Regions from separate parts of the Mus musculus genome. Here regions 2, 3 and 4 are each linked to region 1. The links are chromatin contacts, called in public HiCAR-type and HiChIP or PLAC-seq maps. All regions are on one chromosome and are shown on one strand. Each heading gives the region's core, a stretch centred on a gene start, on an enhancer-like site or on the middle of the called end of the contact. The rest is flanking DNA. Distances are from core to core; before and after follow the strand shown.

The links. HiCAR-type assays count read pairs that join an accessible place to other places. HiChIP or PLAC-seq counts read pairs in DNA pulled down with a chosen protein or histone mark.
Region 2: a contact with region 1 is called in an H3K27ac HiChIP or PLAC-seq map of thymic regulatory T cells, with 8 times the contacts expected there. The contact joins the promoter of Osgin2 here to the promoter of Tmem64 in region 1. A contact is called at or near these places in 2 of 39 promoter capture datasets (the C10 cell line and pre-B cells), 12 of 484 Hi-C or Micro-C datasets (CD4 T cells, CD8 T cells, LSK cells and 9 more) and 6 of 115 datasets of contacts at active chromatin or transcription factors (effector CD8 T cells, embryonic forebrain, extraembryonic endoderm stem cells and 3 more).
Region 3: a contact with region 1 is called in a HiCAR-type map of astrocytes, with 2.0 times the contacts expected there. The contact joins the promoter of Slc26a7 here to the promoter of Tmem64 in region 1. A contact is called at or near these places in 2 of 39 promoter capture datasets (maxillary cranial neural crest and second pharyngeal arch cranial neural crest) and 1 of 115 datasets of contacts at active chromatin or transcription factors (astrocytes).
Region 4: a contact with region 1 is called in a HiCAR-type map of astrocytes, with 2.9 times the contacts expected there. The contact joins the promoter of Calb1 here to the promoter of Tmem64 in region 1. A contact is called at or near these places in 3 of 39 promoter capture datasets (cranial neural crest, hippocampal neurons and liver), 1 of 484 Hi-C or Micro-C datasets (cerebral cortex) and 1 of 115 datasets of contacts at active chromatin or transcription factors (astrocytes).

What each region holds. Positions count from the first base shown.
Region 1 is chr4:15,263,924-15,268,913 of GRCm38.p6, reverse strand. It overlaps Tmem64 (transmembrane protein 64), which reads right to left and starts at 3,094. Exons shown (of 3, transcript NM_181401.3): 1 at 2,165-3,094. The coding sequence starts at 2,962. It overlaps Gm51436 (a long non-coding RNA gene), which reads right to left and starts at 2,157. Exons shown (of 2, transcript XR_003955370.1): 1 at 1-2,157.
Region 2 is chr4:16,011,228-16,016,217 of GRCm38.p6, reverse strand. Osgin2 (oxidative stress induced growth inhibitor family member 2) reads left to right here and starts at 2,330. Exons shown (of 6, transcript NM_145950.5): 1 at 2,330-2,531. The coding sequence starts at 2,488.
Region 3 is chr4:14,619,641-14,624,630 of GRCm38.p6, reverse strand. It overlaps Slc26a7 (solute carrier family 26, member 7), which reads left to right and starts at 2,853. Exons shown (of 19, transcript NM_145947.2): 1 at 2,853-2,942; 2 at 3,207-3,439. The coding sequence starts at 3,247. It also overlaps a transcript of Lrrc69 not described here.
Region 4 is chr4:15,878,802-15,883,791 of GRCm38.p6, reverse strand. Calb1 (calbindin 1) reads right to left here and starts at 2,528. Exons shown (of 11, transcript NM_009788.4): 1 at 2,315-2,528; 2 at 1,758-1,834. The coding sequence starts at 2,393.

The sequences.
Region 1 (4,990 bases), core at 1,845-4,344:
CCTTGAGGGTGGAGGCACAATGACGGTCTAGAAGGCGAAAGGGAGAAATCAGGTTAAAGCCAACTTCACCCTACACTGTGCTTTCTCGTCTCACAGATCCTGAGCAAGCACAGCCAACTGCTGAGGTTGAAAGGGCCTCTCCTGCGAGAAGACAGCCGAGGAGGATGTGAATCAACAGACCATATCCAGTGGCTTCCTGACCTATCCTGCCTGTTTGTGTTTGAGAACTGTATAGAAACACACACTGCATCAGCTGATTACATGTTGCAACTGCAGTTCTGCCTCGGCAGGTGACTCTAAAAGTTCCAAGATAAATAAATGAGGCTTTGTTTTCTTCTATCTAAAATGGTAACAATATCCTCCTGTAATAGAATTTTTTATTTTTTTCTCCTGATCCAGTAATGCCAAAATGAAAGGCTCCTGACCCCTGTTAAACTCAACTACAAACTGAGTAACCTCAAACTATTTGCAGTAGTATAGTACTTCTTATGAATTTAATATATACGAGACATTAGGAAAGGAAAAAGTTGTAATCAGTATATATCTTCCTCAATATCCATGACTTTACTAGCTAATAAATATTCCATGAAGAAACAGAGAGGGCCACAGGCTGAGGCTCTGTCTAAGCCATAGGTCAAAGTCTGGCTCTACCACTTATTTACTTCCGAGACGACCATAGGTGATTACAACATAAAGAGCAAACAGTAGATAAACACTGAAATGCAAGTCAGACTCTTACATATATATCACATGTAATCCCAGTAGCCTAACAGGCCAGGCCCAATACTTTCCTCACTTTGCAAACAAATTAAGGTGCAGAAAGAACAAGACACCTTAGCCAAGGTCAGCAGACGCCTAAGACAGGACAGCAGACTACCAGCATAGTCTTCTCATCTGTTGTAGGCAACAACTATTGGAAGTCATGTGTACCAGCTGAAGAATGGAAGATACCTGGAGAGAGCCTAGAATAGCAGTTGTCACATACTATGTAGACAAGAAAAGATGCAGGTTGTGCCAGAGACAGATCACACCACCAGAATTAAAACTATACATGCTCCTAATCCTCCATCATATTTCCAAGCCTTGGTACAGCTGATCTATTATAAGGCTGATCAAAGTTTATGTTCATATTTCACAACATGAAACAATAAAAGCTGAGAAAGGCTGAGGCCAAACTTACTGCTATCTCTCAATACATGCAGTTTCCTTTCAGTTGACGGGTGCATACCTGGGAATCTCAGGTATGAACTCTAATGTGCAATCACTGAATGTGGGAAACCCATTCAGTCTTTTTTCTGGAAAGTCAAAGCTGGGCATGGGGATTCATGTTTGTAATACAGCACTAAGGGAGGTTGAGGCAGGAGAATCACTGCCAGTCTAGGGTCAGCCTGAGCTACTCAGTGAGTTCTAGGATAGCCTGGGCTAGAAAACAAAACATAGTCGGATTAGGTTTCATAATTTGTCCTAAGGCCATAAAGTTCCCATCAAGTGGTTGCCACCTCACCAGCAATGATTTATACCTTTAACTCAGGTGCATCCTCGCTATAGAAGCCTACACAGAATAAACTAAACCTCTGACCATAAGTGCAAGAGTCTTTAGATAATGTGTGTAAGAAGAGCCGGTGCTCATTTTGTTTTTATGAACCACCCAGGTGACTTCAAATAGAGTTCTAAACAAAGATAAACAGGATTCTCAGCTTTTCCAAGACAGCAAACTACTTTTAAGAAGCTTACTACAAATTTAGGAAACTCCAAGAACTTGGGGTCTACTGCTGTCTCCTCCTCCACTGTTAAAAACAAAAGCGATCCATGCTCCAATATAACCAGAAACCTGAATCTGAACCCTGCTGCATTTATGCAGGGCAGAGAGAAAGCTGGGGAAGTCAAGTCACAAAGCTTTATGGCTCAAGAGCTACCAAAGTACTTTTTTTTTATCAAACTCATACACAAACACACGCACGGGGGGGGGGGGGGGGGATAGTTCTTTATCAGGTCTTCCAAGGGGCTGTGTTATATGAATTTGTAGTGTAATTTTTTTCAGGGTGCCATAAAAATGTCAATGACTCTTCTGTCATACAGAGCGCCTCCTAGGGTGGTCACAAGGCCTCTAAAAGACAAATTTGGAGAGAGCACGAGAAGGAGGGGCCAGGGGGACCCCACTTACCGAAAACACTGCATTCTGAAGCCCAAAAGGTATGGGAGTCAGCCGGGCCAGCGCCACCACCTTCAGGCCGCTTCCTCCCTCCACGACGCGGATAACGGCGCTCAGCTTGTCGCTGTTCTGGATCCTGGCAGCCACCCAGGCGGTGAGTAGCCGCTTGCAGACCACATGAGCGATAAAGGTGCCAATGAGGACGCCCACCACCATGAGCCCCATGCCTAGCACGAAGCCGTACAGGTAGCCGGCCGCCACATTAAGCACGATGTAGCCCCAACCGCAGGGGAAGGAGACCACGATGAAGCCCACGACGAAGAGCAGGACACCGAGCAGCGAGTCGAGGCTCTCCACCCAGAGCAGGAGGTGCTGCAGGTAGCGGCGGACCAGGGCCAGGGAAGCGAAGCACAGGGCGGCCAGCACGCACACCAGCACGAGGCTCCGGCACCAACAGGTGCTGCCGAGGCAGCAGCAGCGCCAGTTTCTCACCTCGGCCACCCCGACCACCACGCCGCCGCCGCTCCCGGGGCCGCCTGCCAACGCCCCGGCCGGCGCCGGCAAGTCCGAGGCCGCGGGCAGACCGTGGCGCTCCAGATAGGCGCCGAGCAGGGCGCCCGAGGCCGCCGCCGCAGCAGCAGCCGCCGCCGCGCTGGCCCCGCCCCCGCGGGGAAGGCGGTCCTCCGAGCGGTCCCCTCCCGCTGTCCGCTCCGGTGCCCAGCGGCCCGGCTGCTCCACGACTCCCGTCCGACCGGCGTGCTGCAAGGCCCGGGGCAGCGTGTGGGGCAGGCTCCCACCGGGGTTCCGCATGCCTCGGCCTCAGCCGGCCAGTGTCTCCACTCCCGCCGCGTCCCCCCGCCTGCGGCCTTCCATGGCACCCCGCACGCCAGGCCTCGGCTCCCTGCGTCCTCTCGCGGGGAGGGAACGGCCGGAGAAGGGCGGCAGCGGCGGTCGAGACGCGGTCCCGCCGGGAGTCGGTCGAGTCTGGACCCCGCGCCCGCAGAGCCCGCCCCCTTGGGCCCGAGGGGCGGGGCACGCGCAGAGGGGGCGGAGACATAGCTGGGTGGTCGGTCACGCCCCCGTGACGCCCGGCTGGTGCTGCGGATGAGTGGCGAGGTACCCGCGTCTCTCAGGCAACGGAGGCCTCGGCTGCCCGGGGCAGAAGAGTGAGGCGGAGGGAGGCCACGGGAAGCGGAAAGGGGACCCGGGGCTGCGCGCTCTCAGCTTCCACGGGCGCGCGCGTGCCTGCGTGTCAAAGACCCTTGGCCGCAGCTGCTGGGACTCTTGCCAAGTGCCTCTCTTTGGCTTCTGATTGACCTTTCCTGCAAACCAGCAGTGGGGTGTCGCTCTCCCCCAAAAGCTGTCTGGCGACTTTAGGGGAGGAGTTCTTATCTGTTCGTAGGAGGATAATTGTACCATCCCAGAGAGCAAAGTCTCCCAGTGGCTTCTAGATAACTCGGTTGTTTAGGAGCCCAGGGAATTGGTTGTGAAGAGCCACTCTTCAGAGAATGTGCCTTCTAGACCCTAGTCCTTTCCTGAATGCCAAGCACTGTGCTGCGTAGAGTGGAAAAGATTCCTCAAAAGACCTTTATAAAAAGGGTTGCTGTTACCAGCCCTTTCACGAGCTATGTATAGACTTATGACTGACCCAGTGCTAGGAGAGCAAGGTAAGGAATCAAAGATGTTAGCTAGAGTTCTTATCTGAGATAGTAGATAGAAGAAAGCCATTGACTTAAGGAAAATATTACAACTATGTACAAATGAAGTTGATGCATCAGAGTTGAGATGTCCATGATATCCACCCAAAAGTGGCATTCCAGTGGATGTTTGAAAATAGGAATATGGCGTTGACATGAATTATCACTCCTAGAAATTTTGACATTGATACACAGGCAACCGTTAAGACCATGGTTATGGATGACTGAATAGTAGTAGGTGTACTAAATATTCCCTGTATTCTCTACTCGGTCATAGTAGGCTGACTTCTATGTCCAGGCCTCGTGTTTGGGTCAGTCTCCACGATATATTCTGCCAAGTGACTTGTGACTAGCTTTTAGATGCTTTAGGAACCTTCCAAAATCCTTTCTCTCTTTGCCATTGTCAATTATTGGTGTTCCACAGAGTGAAGAGTAAGAATCCCAGTTACTTCTTGATGGAAGTATATAAATGAGTGAGAAGAAAAACCACGGACATGTGAGAGTTATATTATCAGGGCACTGTGATATCATCACTTCTGACTGGTGTGAATGAGAATAAGTCTGAGAAATTAAACCTTGAGGCATCAATATGCTACTTGGACCTTGTGAAGAGAATCCGAAAGACTGCCGAAATATTACTTAATATTTTATGATGATGATCATCATCATCATCTAGGCACTCCTATTTCCGTTTCTGCTCTGTCATTTACTCCCATACCGTACAGAAGCCTTGTGTTCGCTTCCAGTTCACATTGCAGACTAAAATCCAGATGCGGAGCCCTTAGCTCTGAGCCAGCTCTTGGGCTGCCAGCGCTCTGCACAGGCCAGTCTTGGATCAGTTCACCCATATTTATGCAGCACATGCCTATCCAAGATAACCATCTGTGTCCACTGGGCACAGTGCTCTGGCCACTGCAGTGTAAACTGTAACTGGACGTTTCCACTCTTGTGCCACTAGAATTTATTTCTTGTAGAATTATGAAGATTACATTTTACAATGGGAAAGGAGGCTTGCCTTGCTGCATTACACAGCATGATCAGCCTAAAACCCTTATGGGAAAATATTAACTCTCTCCCCTGGCCTACAAAGGTGTTTATGACCTCACCTGGCTGCCATCCCTACCTCACTGCCCTTGCCCTT
Region 2 (4,990 bases), core at 1,081-3,580, 750 kb before region 1:
GCTGCTTATGGAACCAAAAGAGCAATGATCTTGATGATTAAAAAATCTGAAAGGGTTTCTACCTTCAAACTATAAAATAATACCATTTCTAGACTCTCCTCTGGAATGTTCTGAGTATTATATGACCAAATTATTGGCTTTTATAGCATGATCATTACTAGGTTTGCCCAGATGATATAAAATGCAACTGTTTGTTTTGAATGATTAAAAAACTTGTTTGTAGAAAATGGGAAAATACACTATCTTGGCTCAGGCTGCTGTACTGCCAGACTACAGATCAGAAAGCTTAAACACTAGGAATTTGTTTTCTTACAGCTCTGACACATTCAAACCATTAGGGGCTGGAGAGAGAGCTCAACTATTAAGAACATAATTGCTTTGCAGAAAGCCAGAGTTGGGTTCCAGGAACAGAGACTGGGGAGCTCCCAACTGCCTCTAACTTCTGTTCCAGGATTCTTCTATAACCTCTGTGGTTTCTGTATGTATCTGCACTCACACACTCATTTCTGCCCCATAACCTCTGTGGTTTCTGTATGTATCTGCACTCATGTACTCATTTCTGCCCCTCACACCCGGTACACGAGAGACCAAAAATAATTGTTCAAAATACATTAAATACAAACCAATGTAAATTTGAAATCTGGTGTTTTTGTTCTGCAACCATTGAAAAAACAATATAAATGAAAAAATTCCCTACAAATTAAAACAAAGACCTAATGGGAAAAGATGTATAAAGGGATAGTGGTATAAATATTAGAAAAAGCATAGTCTTATACATCACATTGCAAAAAACCACAGCTTTCCTCTTAGACAGAATAAGAAGACATTATTCTGGAGCCATTTTTAGTGGCTATAGGCCAGGAACAATTTTAACTACCCCAAATTCCATGTTCCAACTGGAAGCAGTTCTGTGAAGTTTCACAGAACAAGAAATCAAGGTAAGTGTAAAATCCATTGTTATAGTTTATTAAAGCACGCCAGAGAGACAGGTACAGCAAGATGAGGGAAGTGTTACTATAGTCTCAGGGTGTTATCTTATTGCATTCTTAGCTTTTGGTTGGTGGAAGCTAGTGGCCTGTTTAGTCAATAGATTCCAAAAAGTTTTTAATCTTCTAGTCACAAGACGTTAGTTCACACATAGAGTTGGACAAATAGCTAGTGTTCTGCAGTGCTAGATCTAGCCTAGATAAGGTAATTAGCCTCTGGATGGACCTGCAGCAATCCAAGCTTCCCACTATAATGCAGTTCTAGTCAATGTCTCGGCAGACGCAGCTTCTTCTTCCCTTTCTCCTTCACAACTGTTAACACATTAAACGTAAAATGAGCTCATACTGCCATTATTTTCAAAGAGGAGAAAAACAATTTTTAAAATCCGGTGAATACACCTTTTAGATATGGAATCCTGGAGGCACGCTGAGTTCTTTCTTTTTGAGACAGGGTCTCTCTACAAAGTCCTGGCTGTCCTATGTAGATCAAACTAGACTTGAACTCATGGAGATCCACCTGCCTCTGCTTTCCCAGGGCTGAAATTAAGGCATGGGCCAATGTTCTGCCAGGATGAGTTCTTTTAAAAAATGCAGACTCCAACCAACATTCTTAAAGAGAATTTCTTTTAAAGACATAAACATACAAGTGTTTTAACTGCTCCCCTCCGCCCCCCAATAACGGAGATGGGTGAAGGCGTTGTCGGAGCAGATTAATTAATTAATTAAGGTGATTAATCGCTCTGACAGTGTCCACCCTCACCTTTTAACTTTGGATAAATACCAAGTTGGATGCACTCCCTGTGCTGACTCAAAGACACCTGGAGAGACTCAAAACATCTTTTCTGGCCCAGCCCCTTTCCCCACTAGTCTCTGCATGGCTGAGTGAGGCCTTGCCCAGTCCGGGGAATGGTGGAGCGGCGCTCTTTAAGAAGGGAGGCTGAACATGGCCAGGGGGAGCGCCAGGCGAGCGGCCGGAGCACCTAAGGTTTGTGGGAGTCTTTGGGTGGCCGCGATGCGGGGGCCGAGGCCAGATGCACCCGAGACAGTGCGAGGACGTGAGCTCAGGTAGGTTCTCGCGGCCGGACTTCCCTGAGACCCGCAGGCCTGAGGTAGAAGCCTCCCCTCTTCTGCTCCGCAATCCCAAGAGCGGGCACCGAGAACGCACCCCGAGCCCCGAGCCTAGGCCTCGTGAGGACCCGGACCGCAGCGCCGCGGCCCTGCGCATCCCTCTCCGTGGACCCGCCCCTCGCCGCGACTCCACCAATCGGCGGCCTCGTCCACGCGCCGCACCTGGTGGGCGGAGCCGCGCGTCGCCGTCGCAGCGCCCGGTCCCGCCCCCAGCGCGGCGCTCATCACTCGCTGCGCCGCCCTGCCGCCGGCGGGGAGGAGCGGAAGCCGCTGGCCGGGGACAGACTCCCGCGCCTGTGAGCCGCGGTGCAGGCAGAGCGCGCGCCGGGACCAGCCCGCGGTCGGCCCTCCCGGAGGACGGCAGCCGCTCTCCATGCCTGTGTGGTGCTGCCGCTGCTCCCTGGCCGGTCATTTCAGGTGACTTTCCCCCCGGGATGGGTCGGAGCTGGCTCTGCAGCGTGTGCTCCTCGGCCGCCGCCCGCTGGGCCGGCGCTGCTCGGAGCTCCGTGGACCCCGCTCTTTTCTTGTCCCCTCTTCTTGTTCCTGGACCGCGCGGGTCACAGGACGGCGAGAGTGGCTAGGCCGGCGGTGAGTCGGTTACATGTAAATGGTAAATTTGAAAATCTGTGAAGAGCCTCCTTTGAATTTTTGATCTTTTAAAAATCTAATAACATAAGTTACTGGCTTGAAGGGAAGTGGAGAAGAATGTGTCATGTAGTGACAGTGGGTCGTGACTTACTAAGGTATGAGTGATGTAAAGCCATGTTAGAATGGAGAAATTTAGGAAGTGGCAGTTTTATACTCAAATTATGATGAAAGTTTCTTACGGTGAGAAAAACAATAGTTTCAAAGATGAATGAACGTATGTTCTAGATTCAGAACAATTGACCAACACTTCGGGGAATTACAGAATAAGATCAAAAGTACAAGAAACTGGATGGGATGAAATGTTACGTTTAGTAAGGACTCTGGGAACTGGCTTTACATGTGTGAATGTTACAGAATAAACTGATAAAGACTTGTTTAATAGAGGCTCATAGAATTTAGGTGAAACATTAACTTGGGTGGAAAGGATATTAATATCATTTCTAAAAATACTAACATTGCTTTCTTTACTAATGTGAGCCACAAGTCACAGTATTTGTGACTGTCATCAATACAAATCACAGAGCTTATTTTATGTGATATAGATAAATGTCGTGTGTATTTAATAACCTTCACAGAAGAGGTTAAAAAAGAATGTGAGGTGCAGAGAAATCAGACTCCTGCTGTAATAGCAACGACCTAGGTCTGCCCAACCTCCTGAGTTTGTAAGGAGACTTTAAATTCTAGATCTAGAAAAGTTTTATGCCAAAGACTGCTGGATTCTATGTTCTAGACAGATTGTTGTGTATGTACACATCGTCCACTTTGAGTATTGTAAAAAGCAGGCTGGAGTGAAAATTTGAAGCCTCTTGGGGAGCTACATTTCTTTTAGAAAATAACCCTCTGAAAGTCTCCTGACACCTTTGGGGTACTGTTGAGCGGTAAGGGGAGAGCTTGGAATTCTTACTCTGAGGCTATGTGGTAAATACCATCCATCCTCTTATCTCTGTGCAGAGAAATTTAGGGGAGGGAGTGAAAAGTGTTTGCTACAGTTTAGTGTTGGGAGAGAAGAAACCGTGTTTGCTACATTATTATAGTTAAATGTATCATTAGAGACCTTTTAAGAGTCAAGCTATAAGAAGTACTGCTTCCTTGTCTTCCCCCATTCATTCAGCAGCCTCAAGTAGCATCCATGTGTGAGTGCATCTCCATAAATGTTGGCCAGGCTGATGTCCAGATGGGAAATGCCTACTGGCAGCTCTACTGCTAGGAAAATGGCATCTAACCTGATGGCCACATGCCAAGTGACATGATCATTGGGGAAGAGATGACTCTTTGAGGATCTCCTTCAGTGAGACAGGCACTAGCAAGCATGTGCCCTGGGCAGTGATCGTAGACCTGGAATGCATAGCTATTGATGAATTGCGCACTGGTACCTACTGCCAGCTTTTCTACCCTGAGCAGCTCAGCTCATCACAGGCAAGGAAGATGCTGCCTATAACTGTGCCCCTGGCAACTACACCATTGGCAAGGATATCATTAACCTTGTCTTGACAGGACTCTCAAACTGGCTGACCAGTGTACAGAGCTTCAGGGTTTCTCCTTTTTCCATGGCTTTGGCAGGGGATCAGGCTGTGAATTCATCTCCCTGCTGATGGAGTGGCTCTCTATTGGTTATGAAAAGAAGTTGAAGCTGGAGTTCTACATTACTCAACCCCCCAAAGTTTCCACTGCTGTAGTTGAGCCCTACAATTCCATCCTCACCATCCATACCACCCTGGATGGAGCACTCTGATTGTACCTTCGTGGTAGATAATGGGGCCATCTGTGACATCTGTTATAGAAATCTCAACATTGAACACCCAATTTACACTAACTTAAATAGGATGATAGGTCAGACTGTCTTCTGTCACTGCTTCCCTCAGATTTGATGGGACCTTGAATGTTGACCTGACAGAATCCCAGACCAATCTTGTGCCCTGTCCTAGAATCTACGTCCTCTGGCCACTATGCTCCTGCCATTTTTGCTTAGAAAGCCTACTACGAGGAACTTTATAGCAGAGATGACCAATGTCTGCTTTTAGTCAGCCAACTAGATAGTGATCCGTTGGCGTCGTAAATACATGGCCTACTGTACGGCAGAGATGTGGCTCCCAAAGATGTCAGTGCTGCCATTACCATTAAGACCAAGTGTACCATCCAGTTTGTGGACTTGTGCCCCACTCACTTTTAAGATTGGCATTAGTTACCAGCCTCCCACAGTGTATCTGGCCAACAGAGCTGTGTGTATG
Region 3 (4,990 bases), core at 1,604-4,103, 640 kb after region 1:
TCTACTATCTCTATGCTTTTAGAGCACAGTGTGGCAGTTATGCTGCAACAGGCTAAGTGATCCTTGAGCCATTGTAGGAGGGCTATTGTATTCATCACTATCTAGTGGGTGATATGTCTGTAGTTTCTTCCAGTTGATCATAAGGAAAAAAGAAAATGATATGAATAAGCCCTATTTATAAAGAATTTACACTATGAGTGAGTCAGAAGAAAATTGTAAGATGAAGATGTAAAGCCAGGAGGGAAAAAAAATCATGAAAATGACTTCAGCTCTCTATCTGTGAAGGCTACTTGAATACTAACCCTGTAACAGGAACAGAATGCTGTGGAGCCAGGGAAGTGTTCATGGAAGATGTAGATTTTCATAAAAGCTCGTCCATATGTGGATGAATCTCAATGCTGGCAGTAAAAGATGTGATGTCAGTACATGGCAGGTCATTAACTCTTTCTTGCTGGAACACAAGTGTCTGGGCAGGATGGGATGAATTTGCCCTCAATGTTAATGAAATTCCCCTGTTCCTTAGCATCCAACTCTTTCTGTGTGACTTCATTATTAATTTACCTTCCCCCCCCCCCCGATAGAATGTTAGTTATACCTTTTTCCATTTCCTTCATTAAGTATCTCCTAAAGCATATGTAATACCTACACTCTCCTTCCTTTCCTCCTTCGCAGTGACCGATTAATGCGCACTTGTTGGGGGAGAGTTCATGATGAGCTAGTTGGGAGCAGCAGGCAGGACAGGAGAATTCCATTGTTTTTGTTAATAGGTTGGAATTTAACGGAGGTTACAGAAATTTACACATGTTAATGATGTCATTCAAATGATGTTTTAGGAAGAAGAGCTGTCCTGTTGGTCCATATCTGAAGGAGAAGACATTCAGAAAATCTTGTGATGTCTGTAGGTGCTCGCTGGACATTCAGGGAAGAGATGGCCCATATGGGTGGTATATAGTATTGAACATCAAAGTACCTTCAGTCACTGAAACTTTCAAATAAATGTTATTACTCCTGAATTTTATGCACTGGCCTAGTCATTTTGAGAATTTCATGTGTGTGAAGAAATTCCTCATAAAGCTCTCTTTGTTTGGCATTACTGATTACAAATAAGACTGATACTGTGCTGTGGAGCGAGGTTTAGACAGGCTTTAAATAGTGTTGGCTTGGAAAGATATGGAAGTTGAGCTCCAGATTTAAACGTTAGGATTTTTAGGAAACATTTATTCTCTTAGGAACTGTCTGGTGAGCCATTCAGTTTCTCTCTCTCTCTCTCTTCAGCCTAGGTTTGAATTCTTTTAAATTTCATGTTTATCTTAGGAAACTAACACACAATGAGTATGTACATAATTTTTGACTTTTGTGCACACATGCACTAAAGGGAGAGACTGCCACACAGGAAGGAAAGCCAGCCTACAGTTTCTTACTGTGTGCATTTGCAATTATCTCCTCAGGCTATTTTTAGATCACACAATAAGTTTAAAATGCTACCATTTGCAGCTTCCTCTCTGAAATAGATTCTTCCCCTCTCCTTCTCCCTCTTTGTTTGCTAGGGAGTGAACCAAGGGCTTCATGCATGGTAGGCAGTAGCTATTCCACTGAATTTCATCTCAGCCATAAGACTCCTCTACTAACCTTTAGCTTGACCCTGAGTTAGAAATATATTGAAGTGTTAGAAATGTCATGTCATGAAAATAACAGAGAAATACAGAAAAAAAATCTCACACATTCATATAAATGTATATCTCTAGATCTATTTAGGATTCATGGAGTTTGAAAAAAAAGTATTGCCAAGTATTACATATGTTACAAGCAAGGGACATATTTTTGAAGTTGAGAAAGTAGCTCTTTCTCTTAATGTAATTAATGGGAAAAACACAGCAGGAATCCTGTGGAGAATAAAGGGTCTAAGTTCTTACTGTTGTAATAGCTTCCAGCATCTGATGTCTAGTCTCTGGACAAACGGACATTAGAAAGCACTGTAAATAACTACATGCTTGCTTTTCTTTCTTCTGGCTTCACGGTTTTAGTTAGAATATTGGTTTTTGGGGTTAATTCCAATGGTTCAGACCATAATACAGACTTATTCTTCTGGAGGCTGTGGGAAATAATACTATAATAAAATCTTTGACAGTCTATTCTGTTATAAATGTAACACTAGCTTTTAAAAGAATGCTCTACTAAAAGTTATATCAACAAAAATACTATTACACACATACACACACATGTGCACGCACGTGCACACACCCGTGCCGCTTCAAACAATAGTTTTAATGATACTGAATTTCTCAATAAATTTTATTTACAATGACATAAGTGTGTTAATTAAAAACATAGAGAAACAATCAGTAAAAAGTGAATGAGCAGAGACAGGAAGAAAAATAAACTCTAGCCACAAATATTTGCTCATTGTGATACTTAAATCCTTAGCCCAGGAGATGAAATTTCAGTTTGTTTATAAGAACTAGCTAGTCCTTTCTCAGATGGCACAGTGGTTATCTGAATGTTTTTTCTATGAATGAAAACTTCATATTCCAGAGAATAGAATGACAAGGACTCATGTAGTCCCCTATCATGTTTCCGACTTTTATGGAATTGGCAATTTTTAGTGATGTTGGAAATATATACCTCACAAAGAAGTGTGGCTGTAGCATATTCTTTACAGAAAATCCTCTGGCAGTCGGGACTTCGCTTCTGCTTGTAGGAGACGCTGGGCTGGCTGGATCCTTCCTGGTTTCATTAGCATAGCCCAGCCCACTTCCACCACACGCCCAGAACTACCTCATTAACCATTGGGAATGCAGCCAAAAACATAAGACGACAGTGAATATAAAGGGAATTACTGGCAAGGGAGCTGTAACTATCTCACCACCGAACCTATTACTTTTCCAAGTTCAGAAAAGTATTACATGAACAGAAACCATTCCTTATTCAGATAAGAATTTAAGGTTTGAGTCTATAATTTTTATCTAGAATAATTAGCTGAACCACAGTAAGGCATACAGCTCAGTTGCATCCATTCGTGTTTCTGTTTCTCTCTCTCTCTCTCTCTCTCTCTCTCTCTCTCTCTCTCTCTCTCTCTCTCTCTCTCTCTCTCTCACATTTATTTTCTGGATAGCTTTGACATTGTAAACCACAGACGATTTGGAGCCTGGCATCGAAAGGAGGTGTTCTCCAACGATTTTTTTTTTTTCTCTCTCCCTTGCTTGAAGAAGTTGACTACTACAGGAGGGAATCTGAAAATCTGAAAAAATGACGGGAGCAAAGAGGAAAAAGAGAAGCGTGCTGTGGGGCAAGATGCACACCCCCCACCGAGAAGACATTAAGCAGTGGTGTAAGAGGCGCCTACCTATCTTGGAATGGGCACCGCAGTACAATCTGAAGGAAAACCTGCTTCCAGACACTGTGTCTGGGATAATGTTGGCAGTTCAACAGGTGGCACAAGGTAAGTGTGCATTTGGGTTTACAGTCTTCTGCAGAGTGGATGTCACTTTGCTTCTTGGATGGGGATTATGTTTGAGGGGTGACAGTGTAGCTAGTGAAGCAGACTTAATAAAATGGTTACTAATTTTAGGAAAATAAGCAGAGTAGATGTTTCTGTGTGTGATTTTCCTAATTGCTTTTAAAATTACTTGGCTTTTTTCTACCCCTGGCTAGGAGTTAAGCAATTAAGCAGTAACCCTTGAATGGAATTACATATTTTGCAATGTTAAATTTCATATTGGTTCAGAGTAATGGATCAGTGATTGTGAGAAATGAGCTTTTATGATTTCACTGTGCTGACATAATTTCCCACCTTCATCAAATCAAGCTATAAAACATTTCCTGTCCTGAATACAATTGCTCATGAGCCCAGTTAGCAGCACACAGTTACAGTTACCTGCTGTAGCCATGGGACTTGCTATAGCAGAGAACAAAGCTTTTTGTGCATGAAGGAGGCTTATTGCCAAGATCACTACTTGCAAAGCGAAGAATCCTGCATCCTCAGAGCTTGTGTGGACTGCACTGTGCGTGTTTAATTCTGAGGTGCAGTCCCCACAGAACTCGTGTCTCAGTGAGAAATATAACATGGTAAAACATCCCCAGAACAGATTTTTAAAAATGACACTCGTGTGTGTGTGTGTGTGTGTGTGTGTGTGTGTGTGTGTGTGTGTGTATGTGTACCTCCTTTCCTTAAAGGTATGTCCACACGAGTTTTGGCTGATTCAGGTAGTAATGTTCTACCTGTAGCCAGAAAAGGAACTGATTTCTCAACTTCCCAGCTTTAAAGGTTTGGAACAGCTTTCTTGGCAAAGACTCCTAGTGATTATATTTCCATGCAGTCTCACTACCTCCCTGGCTTTAACTATTATTTCTTCTGTTCAATTATAAGTATGCTTTTAATGAAATTATTCTGTAGCTGGAACAAACTGGTTTGTGAATTTGTGTTTTCAGTCTGATTAGGAACATCTGCATGGGTGGGGGGTTTAAGATCCACAGTGCTATCTTTATGGAATACAATTTTACTGCTTAACTCTGTGTTGTATTTTTAATGACCATTTTGCCAATAGCAAAAGTATAGTAATCTTTAAAAAATAAAAAAGTAATAACAGACCTGGGGCATCCCCAGCCTTTCTTTTATTTGACTTTAAATTCCAGATGAAACATCCTATGTCATTTGAAAATTTAGCTGATGGACTTAAGCAAGTTTTCTGTCCCCAGATGTTTAGTTTCACCATATCCCATAAATTTATTTTGCTGTTATTTAATATAAAATAAAAGTGGAATAATTACGATTTTAGCAGTAGTTGTCTTTTTATGTTTGAAAAGCACCCAGTAGCCAAGAGCATCCGGGAATGCGATACAGCTCCCTTAGGCTCGTCACTAGGATATGGCTTATGTGCAAGCCTTTGGTAGTTAGTTTGGTTTAGCTTTTGGGAGACTTTAATGATCATGCATTACATTGATTAGGAAGAAGTACATTGATAAGCTGATGAGAAGCAAGACACTTACTTAG
Region 4 (4,990 bases), core at 1,279-3,778, 620 kb before region 1:
CATGAATATTTTTATTTATAGAACAGAACTAAATTTCAATATAAAGTTGCTTCTGGAAGATTAAAATATGATTCTGTAGCTTTTAGAAGCACCATCCAAGACTGTAATTATAACTTATATGGAAAATAAGACTTTCCATATACATTTAATGTATTTTAAGTGAGGAAGAAAATGGCTTCTGTCTTATCAGCTAAAGATCCATAGAACCAAAGTGATGTTATTACAGAAATGTATTTGCATGCTAATGCACAAGGGGAAAAGAGGGCAAAGTGCATAGAAGATATTTTTATTTGATCTTATTCTATTACACTTTAGATTACATGATATGAAATCTGAGTAAAACAATCCCCAGAGCATGATCTGGTTTAAAGTCGGTTTGGCATGATTTTAGCAATTTGATAGTCTGCATGTAATACATCAGAGTGCATTTCCATCAGTATGGAGATTCTTTTTGCTGTTGTATAGGGATTCCTACTATATAAATCTCACCATGTACAGAACAACAGCAAAAGTCCCCCAAAGAAACAAACAAAAATCAACCCCCCAAAACCCCAAAAAACAAAACAGTCGCATTAATACTGTTTCTCTCTCTCTCTCTCTCTCTCTCTCTCTCTCTCTCTCTCTCTCCCCCCTCTCTCTCTCTTTCTCACACACACACACACACACACACACACACACACACACACACACACACGAGCACTAGAAATGGTGGCATGCTGTATAATATCTAGGGATGATATGTATATTATCTTTATGTAAAAATTTCTTTGTAATTATAATCCAAAAGACCAAAGGCTATTAACATTTAACTACTGCGTATCCAACCTTGCTTTCTTTTGAAAAGCAGTCTTACATAAATGCTATCAGACCTGTAAAATTCTCAATTTACTCTTTATATAAACATCTCATATGTTTAAAAGTTAGTTGGGTATCTTTTATTTTTCCATTGACATCATCCTTTCCCAACAAATAGATTTGGCCCAAAGGAATTAATTCTTAAACAATAATTATAATTTATTTAACCAATGCTTATGTCAAAACCATAGCTTATTTAAAAACCACCACTCGTACTTTCTCTTCAGAATCTTCTCCTTTCCACAATACATGAAATTCTTACAGTGCTTTGTTTTATTGCTTTATTAATTTGGGGATTCTCTCCAACAAAAATGAAAAAAAAACCATTTCTTGCTAAATTCTCACACTTATTATGAATTGGTTATCTTTGCTCAAGATTAAGGGTCAAGGCAAGCTGTAGTTTCACCCCTCCCCCACCCCGTTCCCAGCTACTCTGACTTCGCAGCAGAAATTGGCACTAGAATCTGCAGATCTGTTCCTGACCACCAAGGGGCAGGAATGTATTTCTACCCCTTCCTTATCGTCTAGAAAAGAGAAGTTAGAAATCACACAACCAACTCAGTGGTGGAGGTGGGGAATCTGACGAAGGGTCTTGCACATCGACATTTCCTTTTAAGACCTATTAAGGAAAGGAGGATTATAGAAATATATGACTGATTTAAGATGATAGGGATTTTCTCTTTAGACACCCTACCACCACCACCAAACACACACACACACACACACACACACACACACACACACACACACACACACTTTTTCTCTTGACGCAATTTGGAAATATGTTCTCTCTCGCCTTTCTTAGTAGGTAAGCCTTTACTTTCTCCCACAAAACCTCTTTTATGAAACACAAGAATAGGTATGTCTTAGGCTTGAAGGGTCCTGCTCAAACTCAAGCCTACCAATCCAGCCTTCTTTCGCGCCTGCAGAAGCTCCTGGATCAAGTTCTGCAGCTCCTTTCCTTCCAGGTAACCACTTCCTGAAAAGACAAAGAGACACCCAGGTGTCAGATGTCTCTTTCTAAGTTTCTTCTCGGTTCTTTCCAGGACAACCGTCCTGGGAGGCTATGTACAGCCTGAGCACCGATTAATCAGCAATGAGCCGCCGCAGCGCTTAGCTTCCTAGGTGTAAAACTTCAACCGCATAAAGGGCATAGGAGGGTAGCAGGGGTGCTGGGGATGGTGTTTGAAACTTTTGGGGACAGGGTTTCCCAATCTTTGCTTCTGTCCTACCGTTACCGTTCCTAGAAAGGTGAACGCTTACAGCACGGGGATGGCGTACACTCAGTGTAAACTTCCAGGATGATGGGTAGGCAGTCAGGGGGAGACGAGATTAGACAGGGTGAAGGAAGACGGAAAAGAACAGAAAAGGATGGTTGGGATGAACAAGCACAGTCGAAGGGAAGAGCAGGGAAGGAATGGGGACGGGTCTTGCAAGGGTTAAAAAAGAAAATAATCACCGTCAGCGTCGAAATGAAGCCAGATCTCAAAAAACTGTGAGGCTGTGATCAGAGATGACTGCAGGTGGGATTCTGCCATCGTGGTGCAGCGGCTAGTTTGAGAGTGCGCGGAGCGCGAACCTCGGGCGAGAGGGCTGCGCAGGCTGAGCTGGGCGCGGCGCGGCGGGGCGCTGTCCGCGGTGCTGCTCCGTTCGGGCGTCCTCCGGAGTTCTCCGCACCCCGCACCCAGTTCTCTGTATTTATCCCGCCGGCCCCAGGCCGGGCCACGCCTCCTCCTGCCTCCTTTTCCTAGCTCCCGCCTCTTGCTCTCACCAACCTTCTTCCCCTCCCCTCCGATTTCTCTCTTCCCAGGAAATAGCTGGAGCTGGAGTTTTGGAGTCTAGGAAGCAGCAGGTGGTGGGGATCCCTTGCTCAGACTCATTTCTCCTCACATCCCCCAGGTTCAGGGAGGCTTTCACTCCTGAATGTTAGAGTAAAGCAACATACCTAGAATTGTTTGATTTTTTTTCAGATGGAAGGGAAAGCTGACTGATAAACCACGTCAGTGGAGATTTTGTCTACTTAGTATTTATCGAGGCAGTTGAGTATTTGAACAAAATCAGATGTCAAGTGTTAGTTTAATTTGATTAATGCATACGTTGCTGTGGTTAATTGTAACAATGCTTCATATTGCGCTAATGGAGACCATCACGTGGCTGTTTAAGATGTGAGCTATGCTTAGAGACAGCAGAATGCAGGAGTCTGCTGCTCTTGCTGTTGTTACTTTTTGAGCTTGAAGCAGAATTATTGGAATGTAGTAGAATTAACTTATAAGAATTTAAGATGTTAGGAAGGAAGTGATTTTATCGATGCCATTAGTTACTTGCATCTTACAAAGTAGAAACTGAAAGAAATGTCACCAGGCTAACCAGTGACTCCGTAGCAGCCCCACTCACTGATTTTACAGCTGCGCTGCTTCTATCTCTAGGTGAGGGATTTTTTTCCAGAAACTGGAAATCATTAGAGGTGGGAAAAATATCCGGCTACATGTTACAATTGGTATTTTAATATGACAAATACTGTATTTAGGTTTTCTTTTACGTAAGTATTTCTAAGTTATCTAATTGTCCATCTTTTGAGACCTTATGGTCTGCTGAAAATGAACCCTATGTGTCTGGTTACAGTAACACAAAAGCAAACCAGTGTGGTATAAACTTTCAAAACGAGCTCATGAAGCGCCACAGGTTTCACGTGTGTCATAGAATATGGAATTCACCACATTTGTGTTTCCTCCAATAGTGGGATTGTGAGGCAACCAATTGTCTTCTCCAGACAAGTCCTGCAGCCATGATACTCTAAAGTTTTCATGGATGTAAGTTTTGACTTTCATCACCTTATCTGATTCTCACACAAATCTCAGACTGATATTATACACAAAGCAAGCCAAACTCTGAGAGGATAACAAGGATATTGTTTTTACTTAAAAAGATTATGTGCATGCCCAGTTGTTTATATTTTCATCCATTCAGTGAACACTTATCAACAGCTTTTGGGTCAGGTACTTTGCTAGGTCCTGCAAGTAGTGCAATAAAACGTATTAACCTTACCTTCTGTGGCTTACAAAGGTAAAGGGGCATTTGACCCAATACACGTCAGTTACTTTTGTTCATATACCTCTTAATTTCCAGGGAAAACTGAATCTCAGCCTACCCAAGTCACATCCTCATACAAAAGTTTGTTCCTCGGTAGACACTTCCTCCATTAGCCCATGTTTACATAACATAGTTTTCCATCCTAATTGTAGACATTCCATCTTTTTTAGTGTTCTACTGTGACAAACAGCTGCAACAAATATCTTCAGATATTTATTTTAGATATACATTTTTTCCTGGTCATAGGGGTACTATTGTTAGTACAAAAGCATATATAATTTAAAATTTAAAGAACATTTCTAGATTAGTTCTTTTAGTTTGTATCAACTCAGATTAACAAGCTGTAAACATGGCATCCTCAACATCTTTGAATGTTATAGTCTTCAATTTCTTCAATTTACATTTTGATTTTCTTTTTTTTTTCATTTTGATTTTCTAAGGTAATATTTTTTCCTGGATAATTTTTTTTAGCAGAAGAAATGTAACTTCATAAAATACATTTTTCTCTTAAATAACTATTAGTCTTAGACTCTCATTTAAAATCAACATCTCTTTTTAGACATTTTTGGTGTCACTTCAAAATTAAATTGAGTTTAAGGACACTAAACAAGTGTGTGTTTCAGTTCTACAGCTCTGAAGTAACTTAAGAACTATTTCTGCCTTTTGCCTGCCGAATTTTTCAGTTCATTAACCAAGATTGGGAGGGTGTTATTTTTCAAATATTCAGGAACCTCTCTCACCTTCTAGGATTCTGGAAGAAGTACACACCCTTTGAATACTGTGATTGTTCCATAAGATTAAACTTTCCAAAAGCATTGCAAAGCACTCTTATGACTTGCCTCTTAGGCCTCATTACACAGCATTCAGGTGAACAGGTTCACGATCCCACGTGTCATAAGAGGAGAAAAAAAATCTCCAGCACAATTAAACTCTTTCCCATTTCATGTTACTGAATTATTGCATCTGTATTTAGACTTAGGCCCTACTGGCATGTACTGGCTAGTTTTGTGTCAACTTGACACAGCTGGAGTTATCACAGAGAAAG